Linked DNA regions of Rattus norvegicus: regions 1 and 3 are each linked to region 2. Evidence: chromatin contacts called from public Hi-C data. All regions are on one chromosome and are shown on one strand. Each heading gives the region's core, a stretch centred on a gene start, on an enhancer-like site or on the middle of the called end of the contact. The rest is flanking DNA. Distances are from core to core; before and after follow the strand shown.

Region 1 (4,868 bases), core at 287-2,786, 1.4 Mb before region 2:
CACCTGTCTGCATCCTAGAGCTGGGTACCCACCTGCATCACCTACCTCTCTGGTGAACAGGATGGCTGCATCGTAGTGCTCCTCATGGTCATCACCTAGCTGGTTGTGTTGGTGCTGCCATTTGCAAAAGTTCTTGAGGGTCGTGGCCGCGTTCTTGCTCACCTCCAGACTCTTGTCGGTCAGCACCACCACTTTCACTACGGCCAGGCGGATGTGGTTCTCGATGCTTGCATGACTGTACAGCCGGTTGGCAATAGAGGCCAGGGTCAGCAGGTAATGCTGCAGGCCCCGCCCATACATCTTGGCCATGGAAGAGTCAGCCACCAAGAGGAGCTCCACCTGGCGGGCCCTGGAGATGGAACGGCGCCTCCGCCTCCACCACGTCTGAGGTCCCGCGTTCCCAGCTGGCGAGAAAGCTGAATGGTCCAGCAGCTGCGGTGCCAGTTCTGTGCGTCGCCTAGAACTACTGTGCACCGAGGGGCTCTCTTGGGCCCCAGACGGGGACGCTGGAGTCTCGCAACTGGTGCGTGGCGGCAGGGCCTCGAAGCTGAAGCCCTCGCGGGTGTAGACATGCAGGATGCGTGAAGACCCATCCCCGTAAACTCGTTCGGACTCTGCCCAGGACCCACGCAAGAGCGGCTTCAGAGTGTAGCGCGCATGCTTGACTGCGAAGAAGCCATCGAGACCCCCACAGAGGTCAAAGACAGCTAGGGATCGAGGGCTGCCGTCCACAGTGCCTCTGTAGAAGCAGTGACCCCTGTGGCCAGAGGATGCGCTCAGCCCTCCTGCAGTAACGATGCCACCAGCAGCACCCACTGTGTCATCCCTCTCCAGGTCCAGCAGGAACCTCCGGCCGCCCGCGTAGACAAGGTAGCCCACTTTGCCACCGCCAGAGTAGAGTTGGTCTATATTCTGCACCAGCCCGCTGCTCCTGCGCTGCCTGGCCAAGGGTTGCGGATGGCCCCGCTCCTGTGTTTCCTCCCACTGCCGCTGGTCGGGCTGGGCAGCCGCTGCAGCAGCCCGAGGCTGCCTGGTTTTATCCTGGGCAGGTGCCGCGGCAGGGTTGTCAGCGGCCAGGGCCAGGCAGGACGCGCACAGCAGCAGCAGTAGCAGCAGCAAGGACGCCCACTCGAGCCGCATAGTGCGCTGCCCGCCGGGAGGGGCTGCGCGACTGAGTCTAGCTGGATGTTTGCTATTTGCTATAGAAGTTTCAGGGGCGGGGGTGGGGGGCTCACCCTCCCACCCACCCTCCCACACCCACACACTCTACACACTTGCTTGCAAGGTTGAGTCAAGTGTCCAGGAAAGGGTAGGGGGAACCCGCAGCAGAGCGCCAGGCTGTCCTGGCCGCGGTGCCAGCGTGCGAACTTTTCTTTGTTGGTTTGGAAAATGTTTGGAATTGAGGTCCAAGAGACGGAGGAAGAAAAAAAAATTAAAAATATTTAAAAAAATTAAATAAAGGGTGGTGGTGGTGGGAGCAAAAGCCAGGAGTTGGAGAGCTACCGAATACAAAATAAAGGAGAGAGGCCCAACGCAGACAAGATTTTTGCACAAACAGATTAAAACAAACGAGCAAAGAGAGTAAGGAGGGGGACCGCGCTCCCGGCCCGCAACTGGTGCGCGTTGGCTCCCGCCCCCTCGAAGCCCGGGGCTGGCCGGCTGCAGAGCTTCCAAGCTCCGACCCACTTCCTTTCTTATTCTGAGGGCTTCCTCGGCTCTGCTGGAACCCGAAGGCGGGGAGAAATGAGACGGGAGAAAAGAAAAGAGAGAAAGAAAGAAAACACCTAAAATGTTTAAAATCAAAAGCTAGGAGGCGGCCTGCGGAGAGCCAGCGAGGCGGCGCGTCCTGGTCCCTTCCGTTGCCGCGTTCTCCCGCCCGGGATCATCCCCAGTCGGCGGCTGCTGCGGGCGCGGAGAGCGGCTCAGGCGCTGTGAAGATGCGAGGAGGTGGGACAATGAATTTATAGCGGCGTGCCATCCTGCAATGGCAATTTCAACAATTCGTCACTGCACGCTGCCTCTTAAAGGGAGAGCTTCCCCCACCACTCCCACCCTTCCCGGTCCGCGCCTAATCTGATGGGGGAGGGCGCCGGGAGAGGCGGAGGGTGATCGAGGAAAGGGAGACCCGGAAAGAGGAAGGGACCAGAACCTAGCTAACAAGGTGGAAGGAGAGACAAAGGAGGGAGCAAGGGGGAGAGAGAGATTGAGAGAGAGACAGCATTTGGGCAGAAAACAAGAAAATTCACTTGGCCTCATTTAAAGCCACAGCAACTCAGGGTCTGTTGTGGTATTTCACAACCAAACGGGGTTGGCTAACCTCGGCTTACCTCATCTCCTTAAGGGGTGTTTTGGTGTGTTTTTAAAGTCTCTCCCTAGCTCCTTCCCCTTGCTGTTCTTGCACGGGATATGAAGTTCTTGCCTCATTTTGTGGGCCGGTGCGCTCTGGCCTTGTTGACCTGGTAACTTCACTGGACAGGGCAGCTGCCCGTGCACTCCCAAGTCCATCTTTCTTTTCCCTGGCTCCCTCCAGTCGTCTGGGTAGCTGATCTCCAGACTTTTCATCTTCTAGCTTGTTCAAGCTCCAACACTTGCTGACTTCGGGTTAGGGGTGACTAACTTCTCCCGGCCACCAGCTGAGCAGCCGGGCAGCCACGGGTGCTTCCTGGCGCGTCTCTGGGCATGCAGCACTGCGGTGACCCCAACAGGGCCGGCTGCGGCCTGGGAAGTCCTTGGCTTTGTGTATAAATGGCGGTGCTCCCAGCTTTTTCCAGCGCATAGTTGGTCAGTGCCCACAATCTGTCACTTATCCCAGCCACTGGAACTCTTTGAGCTGTAGGATGTCAGGGTGGGAAAGAGTTAACTCTTGAAGGGAATTCAGCACCCCCACCCCAAACTTTTATATTTGTGCTCACACTTTCTCTCTTTCCTTCTTAAAAGGTAATTAAATGGCAAGCACTCCTTTGTTTGTTTACTCACTACATCTCTCCTAAGTCATTCACTTACTACATCTCTCCTAAGTCATTCACTTACTACATCTCTCCTAAGTCATTCACTTACTGTCGGTCCCCTACTCTTGCTTCCAGGATCATTTCCAAAGCTCCTATTCCAATGGAAGAATACTTTAGGGGAGGTGATTGGTGGTTATTAGTGGGCAGATGGCATGGCCCCTGCCACTTACTTCCTCCATCCCTTTTCCCCTCTCATTATCAATTCTAAGAAGGTGAACTGGAAAACCCACTGGCTTTCTCAGAGCAAGCTGATGGGTGGCAGGCAGGTCCAATACTGGAATCCGCACACACCTCATATAATTTACACATTTCCATCCTTTTCAGCTTCATTGCTTCAGAGGAGAGCAGGTGCACTTGCATAGCTCCCCCAAATAGTACATTCTCAGGTAAGGTACCAGGCAGTCCAAGAAACAACAGTTAAGGTAAAAGAGGGCATGGGTTTCAGAGAGACAGAACAAGGTGTGTGTGGGGGGGGTGGACATGGGAGAAGTTGAGAAAGACTGGCTGGATCCTGAAACCAATCAGGACCTAGAAGGAGGCTGCTGCTGAAACACTTGCTCCTCAATCCTCAAGATGATCAAGTAGGTTTCCTGTAGTCAGCATTCCAAGGCAGTGGGCAAGCATCAAAGGCAGAGAATGGAGGTACCGGCCATCTTCTCCGTGGCCCAGTAGCCTTCAGGTTTACGACGACCAAAGTAACTCCAGGGAAGATTACCTGGTACCTATTCGTGTAGCAGAGGCCAGCATGAGAACAGCCCCCATAGGTGCATACGTGCGGTCTCCAGTTGGTGGAGAGGTTCGGGAAGAGTTGGGAGGTGCGGCTTTATTGGAGGAGGTACATCACTCAGGAGAAACGCTCTCTGCTTCCAGCGTTGGAATCAAGATGTGAGCTCTCAGCTGACCCTGCCATCATGGACTCAAATCCTCTGAAGCCGTAAGCCCAATTAAACATTTTCAACTTTTATTATTTTATTCTGTCCTGATTTTTTTTTTTTGTCACCACAATTGGTAAGTAATTAAGATACAGACTTTATTTCTTTTACGCCACTTTCCAAAAAAAATAATAAAGTACAATATTTGGTATCAAACAAAGTTTCCAAAAACAATTTTTATTTGAAAGGTGCAACTTACTCATCTGTGTCTCACAGAATCATTTAGAAAGCAGGTCTTTCAGGTGACCCTGGGGTAAGGCTGCTAACTGCAATTGTTTTCATTTGTGGACAGGTTCCTTATGGATTTCCCGATGACTTTACCCTCACTGAAGCCTTTTGTCATCTCTAAAACCTGTTGCTCTCTTAAAGGAACGCAATCTGAATTTCATGCCTTCATTTCTGATAAATGAATGACATTAGAATTCAGACCAATTAACCAAATGTTTGGAAATATGTTAAGAGCAGATTTGTTTCAAAGTGTGAGCATGAAATAGTAAGTGTTTGCTGGCAGTATTTGTTACAGGGATAGAGGCAGATAGAGCTTGGGATACAATAAGTAAATATTATTGATGTTTAATTACTTATTTTTTTTTTGGTGTGTGTGCTGTTTGTTTTGTTTTGGTTTGGTTTGGGGATTTTTTTCTCCATGTATTTAGTTTCTGTGGAAGGTATTTGCATTCTGTAGAAAGTTAGTTACTATTTGAAACAGAGACTGCACCAGTGAACCTGTGCAACCAAGTTGTTCCAGAGCAGAAATTAACCAGTATTAATTTAGAGTAGTATTTCAGTAGGTCAAAACAGCAGTCTTTAGTTTTGCAATAAGAAGAAAAAAATATATTGTTCACCATGTTAGATGGAGCCATTGATTACATTTTGCTCTAATAGCTACTTTTTCTGCATAGGTAATAAGAATTATTTTTTAACACAT
Region 2 (4,787 bases), core at 2,041-4,540:
GAGCAAGGGAAGGAGGAAGAAAACCAGAGAGAAAGAGAGAGAGAGAGAAGGAAGAAAAAGAAAAGAAAGACAGAAAGAGAAAGAAAGAAGGAAGGAAGGGAGAAAGAGAGGGAGGGAGGAAGGGAGAGAGGAAAGAGAAAGAGATAGAGAGGAAGAGAGAAAGGAAGAAAGAAAGAGAGAGAGAGAGAGAGAGAGAGAGAGAGAGAGAAAGGAAGGAAGGAAGAAAGGAAGAAATTAGCAAGCAGTCACATTCTAGAGCTGTTTAACTAGACCTTTCTATGACGATAGGAATGTTCCATGTAAAATTCTGCAAAGAGCTGTTTCTCAGTTGTAACTGATACATTTTAAGCACTCAGTGGCTACATGTGGCCGGTGTGCCCCCCAGCCCAACAGCAGTATGTCCCCTCTGAAAGAAGTTTGGGTGTGCTGTGGAAATAGACTCCCAAGGTTTTCAAAATATGGATGGAAATGGGGAGTGTCTCTCAAAAGACTTCTGTGAAGCATCCACACAAAAAATAAAGGCTCATTTTGTGTCTGCTGGAGGGTGTGTTTTCCTCTTTCCATCACGTTTCAACCAATAGTTAAACAAGTGCCTTATCCCAACACCTTGAGCAAATTCTCAGGAGCACTCCCCTGTTCTATCCTGGACTTAGAACAAGCTTTCCACAGACAGGAGAATTTCCAAGGGCCCTGTGTGTGTTTCCCATTTAAGTTCCTTTTCCCAATACATTCGCATAGAAATTCCCCTACAGAAGGCTGACCTCTCTCTCAGCAACCACATTCTCCAAAGTTGTCCCATAGGCGACTTTCTCCATTTCCTTCACTTTCTGCAGACCAAGGCACCGAGTAAGACTTCTGAGCTAGCAAGAAAACTGAAAACAAGGCGTTGGTCCAGCTCCAGAGTGTATTTACTTTCCACAAAGCATTCCTGTGATCACTAGTCAAGACCTGAGCGCCAATCACTGAGTTATACCCATCTTCGTTGTATTTTTATAGTTGGGTATTATGGTTCAGATGTAAACAATGTAAGTAATTCATAGGTCAAATTGTGTAAATTCAACTGCGGTTTTGAAGTTTGGAGGGATTTGTGGGGACGGTCCCCTTCCCCAACCTCGGCTTCACCCTACAGTATCTGGTAAGTAGATAAGCTTAGAATCCAAGGGAAACCAAACTCTATCAACTGAAGTTCATTGGGCGCGCACAGGGCGGGGATGGGGGGGTAGCGTAATCCGGGAGAAGAGCTGCTTCACTCTTCCAGAGTCTGATGTCATCTAGATGGACCAAAAAGAGCCTAGTAAGTCAGTCTCTCTCAAAGAATATCTTTATACAAAGCTAAACAGGGTCGGTGGGTAAAGTGCCTGCCTCACAGGCAGGAGGATCACATCGAAAGCCTGCTGTGGCTGCAAGTTCCTACAGTGCCAACAGGAGGGGCAGAAGTGGGCGGATCCTGAAGGCTTGGTGGACAGCCAATCAACTTGAAGGTGAGTATGAGATTGACTGAGAACCCCTGCCTCAAACACTAAGGTAGAGGAGGTGGGGAGACAGTTGATATTTCCCTCTGTTCTTGCAGAGAACCTGAGCTTAATCCCTAGAACCAACGAAGAGTCACAATCCTACAACTCCAGCTTGGAGATACCCAACGCCGTCTTCTGATATCTACACGCACGCGCGCACGAACACACACACATACACACATACACACACACACACACACACACACACACACACACACACACAAACACACACACGAACTTAAACTAAAACTGAAGTCTTTTCCAAAATTAAATAATAATAATTAATAATGAGGTAGAAAGTGATTTGGGAAAGACATCCAGACATCAGTCCCTGGCTTCCATGGGTGTCCACTGGGGAAAGCCCAGGTTCCTAACACACTTGGAACACAAGAATACAACACAGAGGTGGGGGGAGCCTCCGGATCTCTTTCCTTTGATCTTCATGGTCAGGTTTACTCACTCAGCATCCTTATTTAAACCTGGACTGTTACCAGCCAAGGATTAAACATTGGCAAGAAGCTATCGGTGAACATCATCTGTAATTACCTCCTACAGGACCTGAGTATTAACACATCACTTTTCTGAGAATCCTGAAGTGTGCTTTGTTAAGATACAGGTCATGGTTTTAAAAGGTACCTTCACTTCACCCTCTAGCACAACGAAGGCAGGATTTACGCCCTACGCCGGCTTGTTTGTGCAACAAGCACACATTTTGTTTTACGTTATCTGGCCCCTCTACATTGCTGGTCCAGTTCCAATGTGAGCACAGCTCCAAGTCTCAACCCTTGTTCCTAAGGTTGAACTCAAGCCAGATGAACCACATGAGACAGAATAAGACAAAATGAAGCTTGCCTATGCCAAAAAGATGACTAGACCTCTCTCCAATGGCAACCTCGGGATAAGGTTTTCTGTTTCGGCCCAAATCAACATTTTATCTCTTCAAAAACAAAGAAAAGGGGTGCAGCATCACAAAGTCATGTCTGAGACGTACAGGAGGCAAAAGGATTAACTTTTTAAAAATACAAAAGAGGAAACTTATCTTTTAACGAGCTCAATTCTACTATAGAAAGATTGAAAATAAGGCTAGGTTGAAGGAGACTCCGGAAAACTCTGAAATGAGCCTCCTGTACTGTGGGGGTTGGGGATGTCAATGACTGCTCTCTCGGGGTACAATTCAAGAGCTGGGTAGCTGAGACAGAGACTGAGGAGCTCATAAAACCGGAAAGATTTAATGTCTGGACCTGTCCAGAAAGTCTGCTCCTCTGGTTTAAAGTTACACTTTGCTGAAAACAGTAATTATCAAGTTCCTCAAAGGTCCAGTTTTGAATTCTTTCCTTCTATCTCGTGTGGGGTGGTGGCATCTACGCCTCAGTCAGGATTAATTTGTGTCCCGTCACTCCTTGCCATTAAGTTCTGAGAATCATTATTCCCTCGTCGACATTTGGTAAACATATCTTTAGAAACTTGAAAGGAGGTTAGGAACATCTCTGAGGTTGGATTTCAAAATCCGTGTCAGTCTGACACCGGGATTCTGCACAAGCTGGTAGCCGGAGCAGCGACGTGTGTGCTGAGGGCCTCCTCCGAGGGAGGCTGCTGCCTGGTACTTTGCAGCACAGCCGAGGAGTGAACTTGAAAACTCAGGCATGATCGCTTTTCCAAATTTTTCACCATAAATAATCTTTTTTTTAATGTTCCAGTAACTTACCCACTAAGGAAGAAAAAGCAGATGACAGCGTGGGTGTGCTCTTACACACTCATGCGTGGTGTCTTACTGCCATCTGCAGCTTCTAGCGCTCAAGCCACACTCTGGCACCTCGGTGACCTCTAGAGACATGTGCCTGTCCCACACTGGAAGAAAAAGTTCCCTAGGAAAAGAGAGTTTTAGACCAAACTCTTCCCTTTGGTCTTAGCTGTATCTCTGCCCCCATGCAGAAATACACTTAAGTTTGTTCTATTCCCTGGGAGCTTCTTGGGCAGTCGCAGGGGCCCTGGATAATATAAGGAGGGATGGCTGCGCTGAGTCTCCTAGAAATGCAACAGTGCTGTTTTAAAACACTGCGTCCGGGCATCTGTTCCATACACGATTGTCTCTACCATCATCGAGGCCATAGTGTCTGGGGGCTGGGGGGGGGGGGGAGTCCTCAAAGCCAGGAAAGCCCATTTGGGGAATCAAAAAAAAAAAAGAAAGAAAGAAAAAGGACCTCCCGGAGAGTGCTTCCTTGCTTCTGGAGCTCAGGCACTAAAATTCAGATGACCAGCATATCCCTGCACAGAGGGTGTGCATTCCACTGAGGAGTTCACGTTCACCAGCTAAGGAGGGAGCCTTTCTGCTAGGACAGCCACAAGGAAGTGCCACAGAGTAAATGACCTGGACGACAGAAATGTGTTTCTCACCGTGCTGGAAGCTGACCAAGAGTAAAGTTGATTTCCTGTGAGGCCCCTCTCCTCAGCTTATGGGTGGCCACAGTCTCCATGTTGCTCTGTAGCTAACTGAGTGCTAAAATCACGAGCCAGCGGGGTCCCCATTGTGAGGCCAGTATTACAGTCAACGGATTCTCTTCCTGAACCCCTAATAACTTCTCCAGACACCCTAGCTCCACTAATTACAAATGCATTTACACTCTCTGCCCCTTTTCTCTCTCTGACCCCCTTTGTTCTCCCTAACCCTTTTCTCCCTCTTTCCCCTCCCCCCCCCAGCTGTTCCCGGAGCGTGCTCTCTCTCTCTCTCTCTCTCTCTCTCTCTCTCTCTCTCTCTCTCTCTCTCTCCCTCTCTTGCTCTCTCGCTCTCTCATGCTCTCTCGCTCTCTCGTTCTCTCTCTCACTCCCTCTCTCTCTTGCTCTCTCGCTCTCTCATGCTCTCTCGCTCTCTCGTTCTCTCTCTCTCTCGCTCTCGCTCTCGCTCTCGCTCTTGCTCTCTCTCGCTCTCTCGCTCTCTCATGCTCTCTATCTCTCGTGCTCTCTCGTTCTCTCGCTCGGTCTCTACTCCCTTCTCAACTCCCCTTCCCATGCCCATAAATAAACTCTATTCTATCCTTTAAAAACAAACGAACGAACAAAGACAAACACATTTACATTCTGCAGTTTTACAGAGTGAGAATTCAACATCATAACTGGGCCAGGTTGGGGAGGACACCATTCAGTCCCCGAAACAAAATATGAAACTGGATAAGGCTCCTGTCTATTGCTTGAACCCAAACTTTACAGAACATGGACAGTTATAAGACCTCGGGATATCAGGAAAGAAAAGCCCAGAGAAAGAAGAAGGGGTTGATG
Region 3 (4,738 bases), core at 105-2,604, 1.0 Mb before region 2:
ACACATTCTCTCTCTCTCTCTCTCTCTCTCTCTCTCTCTCACACACACACACACACACACACACCCTCACATACACACACACACATCAAATATAATCCAAGATAGTTGACAGTTGCAATCCAAATAGTTATCTCTCTGAATTGCCTTTCACACTCACTAGTTTATGTGTGTAACTAGCAATCTTGGGTTATGAATTGTGAAGTAATTCAGTTTTTTGAGCAGTATGATTTATTTTTCTAATAATAACTATAAAGAAATGTATACCATGCTTTTGGAAAATCATTGGCTCCCTAGAAAATCTGAACAACTTTGGGATTTCAGGAAGGTATTATTTTCTTAATTGTGTAACATATTTAAGAAAAGAAACGTACTCTTCACTTTCAACATACTTTACGACATATTTACCAGTGACTTCCAATGTAAGTTTTACGCTATATAGTTTCAATATGGAGTCACTTCATTCCCCAGGCTCTAATGTCATCATCTGTCCTGGTGGGAGTGTAAAATCAAGAAACATTTTATAAGAAAAATGATGTGAACAACTTCATTACTAAGGATTAGTTGTTTCTTGAATTTCTGTGAAGAATCATGGCTGATTTGCAAAACACACCTATATCATATTGCAATGCTTCACTCAAAAGAATTGTTTGTGCAGCTATCTCAGAAGGAATGAACTGACATTTCCAAAAATAAAAAAATATATATTTTTATACAATTGAGGTTAGAGAAATTTAGTAAGAGACGGTTAGTTCAAATCATTTTAAAATAAGACTATTTAGTCCTGTTTATTAGACCACTGGGGCTTCCATAAGAAATACTATAAATAGGGTTTCTTAAATATATTTGCTTACAGTAATTTCAAAATAGAGGATGTGAGTCTTCTTGGCGTGAGTCATTTTCCTGAGTTACAGATGACTGTGTTCTGTCTGTAGACTTATCAGATCAAAGCTCTAAGCACATGATTTTTTTGAACCCTAATTCCTACCTCCTTCAAATACAACAGCTTTGGGTTAAGGACTATCAACTTCAAATTTTGTCAGACATTGGATTCTGTCCATAGCACTGCACTGCTCATAAACTCAATTTCATGACCTTATCGCATACGAAATGCAGTTATTCTTTGCTTGTTCCAATATCAACTGTAAGCGCTAGAGTCTCGAGGCAAAAGAATAGTTTTCTTTGGCTTGGTGTCTCTTGCTCCCAGCCATCTCCACCCTGTTTCTGAGGTAGGAGTGCAAAGAATATAATCTCTTACTGCTGGAGGCTCAGTTCCTCCCATTACATAAAGACCACACATACCATAGCTTTACTGAAGACATAAGATTCTGCAGCCTCACTTAAGTGCTACAGCCTAGTTCATTCCATCATTCCATAGGACTTCCTCCATTCTGTTATTTCCAAATGGTGGTGCTTCTCTAGATATAATCACATTTCTTCCCTTGAGATGGCTCATTTAGCTGATGAATTATATACATGCTCTTTTTTAAAAATCAGATATCATTTACTCTGTCCTCACAAGCTCAGATGTTCACAATAAAATACAAAGGACTGGGGTCTTAGATGATCTGAATGTATTGGCCCACATATGTGCAATCCAGAAGTCCACTCAACTCCTGGGTTTCTGGTTGTTGTTTTCTCAGCATGTCTTCTCATGCAGATGCAAGCAGAGCCCTCTAGTGTCTTTTATTATAATGACACTAATCCTATACTATTAACCTCTGCAATGAGTATTAAAGCTTCAATTTACATAATATAAGGGGTAATCATTTAGCTCTTAACAGCATGTTTTCTCTGCTGACACAGCACTTTTCAGTTTTTGGATTTTTAGTTTGATGTTTAATCCTACCAGAATCTCTCTCACCATTCTAAGTTTCTCAACCCCACATGACCTTCAGAAGGTCTTGTAATGTATACATTAGAACTATTTCCTCGGCACAAAGCAGAGAGTGTAGCTGTGTGTTAACTATCTGTTGCATTCCATCTGCCAATGCTGCGTACTAATTTTTTCATGTCTGCTTTACATGTGGTTTTGTGCTGAATGGGCCTTCTCTGTTTGCTTCCTAGAATTTTTAAATATAGTAGTAGTTCTACCAAGCCATAGGACATTTTCTGAATACCTGTCTCCCTTCTATACTTTAAGAGACTCACAAAGTAAGTTACCTCTGTATATTTCTGCTTATTGGAGTAAAATTCTGCTAAATATCTAGTTTTGATACAATCGTTGATTGATGCACGGTTAATCTAATGCAATGTAATGACTTGACTCATCACCTAATCATATAGTGTTCCCACTATGATGGACTATCTCCTTATTTCTTTAATAAGGAAAGTAACTAATACAGATAATTAGGAACAATAAAGTTGGGTGTTAATGAATTTAGCCTAAAGCATGGGCTTTACATGTTTAGAACTGGTTTGTGGGAAGAGTGAGGAGGAATTTGAAGCCACAAGTTTGAAAGTCCCTAGAATGCTATACACATTGCTAGAGGAAGATTATGGTGGGAGTACAGGAGAGAACAAGGCCAGGAGAAAAGTAGAAAATGATGGCCTGATCCCTACATTTTCTATTCATTCATTCATTCATTCATTCATTCATTCAGTCTGTCTAATCCAATATATAGGCATTTCAGTCTCCCCTCCATCCCATGTTTCCCCTCAGATCCCATATCACCTCTCCTCTCCCACAGATCCACTGTTCCTCTATTTCCCTTCAGAAAAAAGCAAGCCTTCTTGTGATATCAAACTTGGTACACTAAGATTCAACAAAACTAGGCACATGCCCTCAGTCAAAACTAGATGAAGTCCCATGAGCTGGCAAAGAAGTTAGAGACACCCCCCACTGCCATTGTCCAACAAAACCTCAAGCTAAAGAACTACGACATGTATGCAGAGGACTTGGTGCAGAACCATGCAGGATCCATTGTGACTGCTTTAGTCTTTGCAAACTCCGATGAGTTCCGGTTAGTTGGTACTGATGGCTGTGTTCTGGTGTCCTATACTTCTAGTTTTTAAAGGGACACAAGGACAGTTCCACTTGATGCTAGGTGATGAGGTCGTTCTTATTACATTTTAGCAAAACGCTGCACATATTGTATTCTCTCTGAGTCCTTAGAACCTGAGTCAGAGTGAGGTCACGGGCATGAAGTTGAGACAGACGAAATCTCAAGACCACAGAATTTAAGCTATGTCATAGTTGCTGGTCAGTTCGCATCTCCAGCCCGTCTGTGAAAGAGCAGGAAGTGGAAGAAAGCAGATTTGAATATGTAGCGGGAAGGAAGGAGTCTAATGTTGTAGCCAGACAAGGCTCAAGAGACTGCTCAGAAGTTAAGCTGCAAACTATTCTTGCTGAAGACTTGATTTTGGATGTCCAACATCCAGAAGATATGGGCAACAGTTTCCTCTAATTTTGACTCCAGGGGACCTGATATCTCTTGGTCTCTGCAAGCACTTGTGTTCACACGCACTTACTGATACACGGGTACACTCATACACATAACTAAAAGTAACAAAAATGCATAAAGAAGAAAGTTACAGAAAGAATAGGTACTCAGAAAACACCGGCAACCATTAAGTGAATTAGCACCTTGGTGTCTTTTCTGCTGGCATGCTTCGAAAACAAGACCCAACACGAGAAAGGTTCCAAATTATAAAAGGCCAAATTACCTGGCAATGAGAGAGCCTGAACTGAAAGTGTCATGAAAGGACATCTCTACTAAAGAGCAAACCTCTTGAGAAATGTTCCCCAAGTTCAGCACATGCCAAGTCGATATAACTGTGGCCCCACATGATTAGACTACTTCTCAAAATTGCAACAAATTTAGCAGTACTGTCTATTTCTCTATGCGGTATTTATTTTACACATGTAAAGATACAAGAGCAAGTGGACAAAGGCCATGTTCCCAAGAGCAAATACTATCTAGAACTGTATGGCAAGGTGTCAGGTCCTACAAGGAGGTCTAGAGGAGTTATTGAATGAAGTGAAGTTTATGTAGAAATGGAGACCCCATGTTATTAGAGATATAAGGAACGTTGACATCTACTGAATTAAGGTACAGCCATGAATATGAGCTGGCTTGAGGGAGAAGCTGTGTGTGATGCACGCAATAGAACTGGAGAGGAGGGGCTATCTAATACTGTGAGGCTACAATTACTCCATTGCAAATCTCAGCTGGGAAGCATAGAGTTATAGGACTTAGGACTCTCTCTCTCTCTCTCTCTCTCTCTCTCTCTCTCTCTCTCTGTGTGTGTGTGTGTGTGTGTTTCAATAAAACTTTCTAAAAAAGTCATATTATCTACTATTTAGTCATTGCAAACACCTTTCTTTCATAAAAATTGGTTATTTTATCCATTTACATTTCAAATGTTATCCTCCTTCCCAGTTTCCTCTCCACAAGCCCCCTATCTCCTTCTTCCTCCCCCTTGCCTCTGTGAGGGTGCTTCCCCACTGGCCCACCCACTCCTACTCCGAGCATTCCCCTATCCTGGGTCATCAATCCTCCACAGGACCAAGGGGATTCCTTCCCAGTGAGGCCCTGCTTTGGCAATCCTTTGCTACATATCCAGCTGGAGCCCCTGTGTACTCTTTGGTTGGTGATCTAGTCCCTGGGAGCTTTGGAATCTGGTTAGTTCTTATTGTTGTTCTTCCTATGGGGTTGTAAAACCCTTCAGCTCCTATAGTCTTTGCCCTAACTTTCCCATTGGGGTCTCCACGCTTAGCCTACTATTTGACTGTGTACAT

The links. Hi-C and Micro-C count contacts between places; a contact is called where the count stands out from the background.
Region 1: a Hi-C map of Schwann cells shows a contact between it and region 2, with 9 times the contacts expected there. The contact joins the promoter of Adamts5 here to the enhancer-like site in region 2. A contact is called at or near these places in 2 of 12 Hi-C or Micro-C datasets (Schwann cells and psoas muscle).
Region 3: a contact with region 2 is called in a Hi-C map of hepatocytes, with 2.2 times the contacts expected there. The contact joins two enhancer-like sites. A contact is called at or near these places in 5 of 12 Hi-C or Micro-C datasets (the A7r5 cell line, the Rat2 cell line, Schwann cells and 2 more).

What each region holds. Positions count from the first base shown.
Region 1 is chr11:38,531,980-38,536,847 of GRCr8, forward strand. It overlaps Adamts5 (ADAM metallopeptidase with thrombospondin type 1 motif, 5), which reads right to left and starts at 1,537. Exons shown (of 8, transcript NM_198761.2): 1 at 46-1,537. The coding sequence starts at 1,140. LOC102552725 (a long non-coding RNA gene) reads left to right here and starts at 4,245. Exons shown (of 3, transcript XR_010056031.1): 1 at 4,245-4,868.
Region 2 is chr11:39,955,956-39,960,742 of GRCr8, forward strand. No RefSeq gene overlaps it. Among named protein-coding and RNA genes, the nearest start is that of N6amt1, 110 kb to the right of the region's middle. Within about 2 kb of position 3,291, at least 7 of the 93 cell types and tissues checked have an H3K27ac peak or open chromatin away from gene starts, as enhancers often do.
Region 3 is chr11:38,945,762-38,950,499 of GRCr8, forward strand. No RefSeq gene overlaps it. Among named protein-coding and RNA genes, the nearest start is that of Adamts5, 410 kb to the left of the region's middle. Within about 2 kb of position 1,355, at least 2 of the 93 cell types and tissues checked have an H3K27ac peak or open chromatin away from gene starts, as enhancers often do.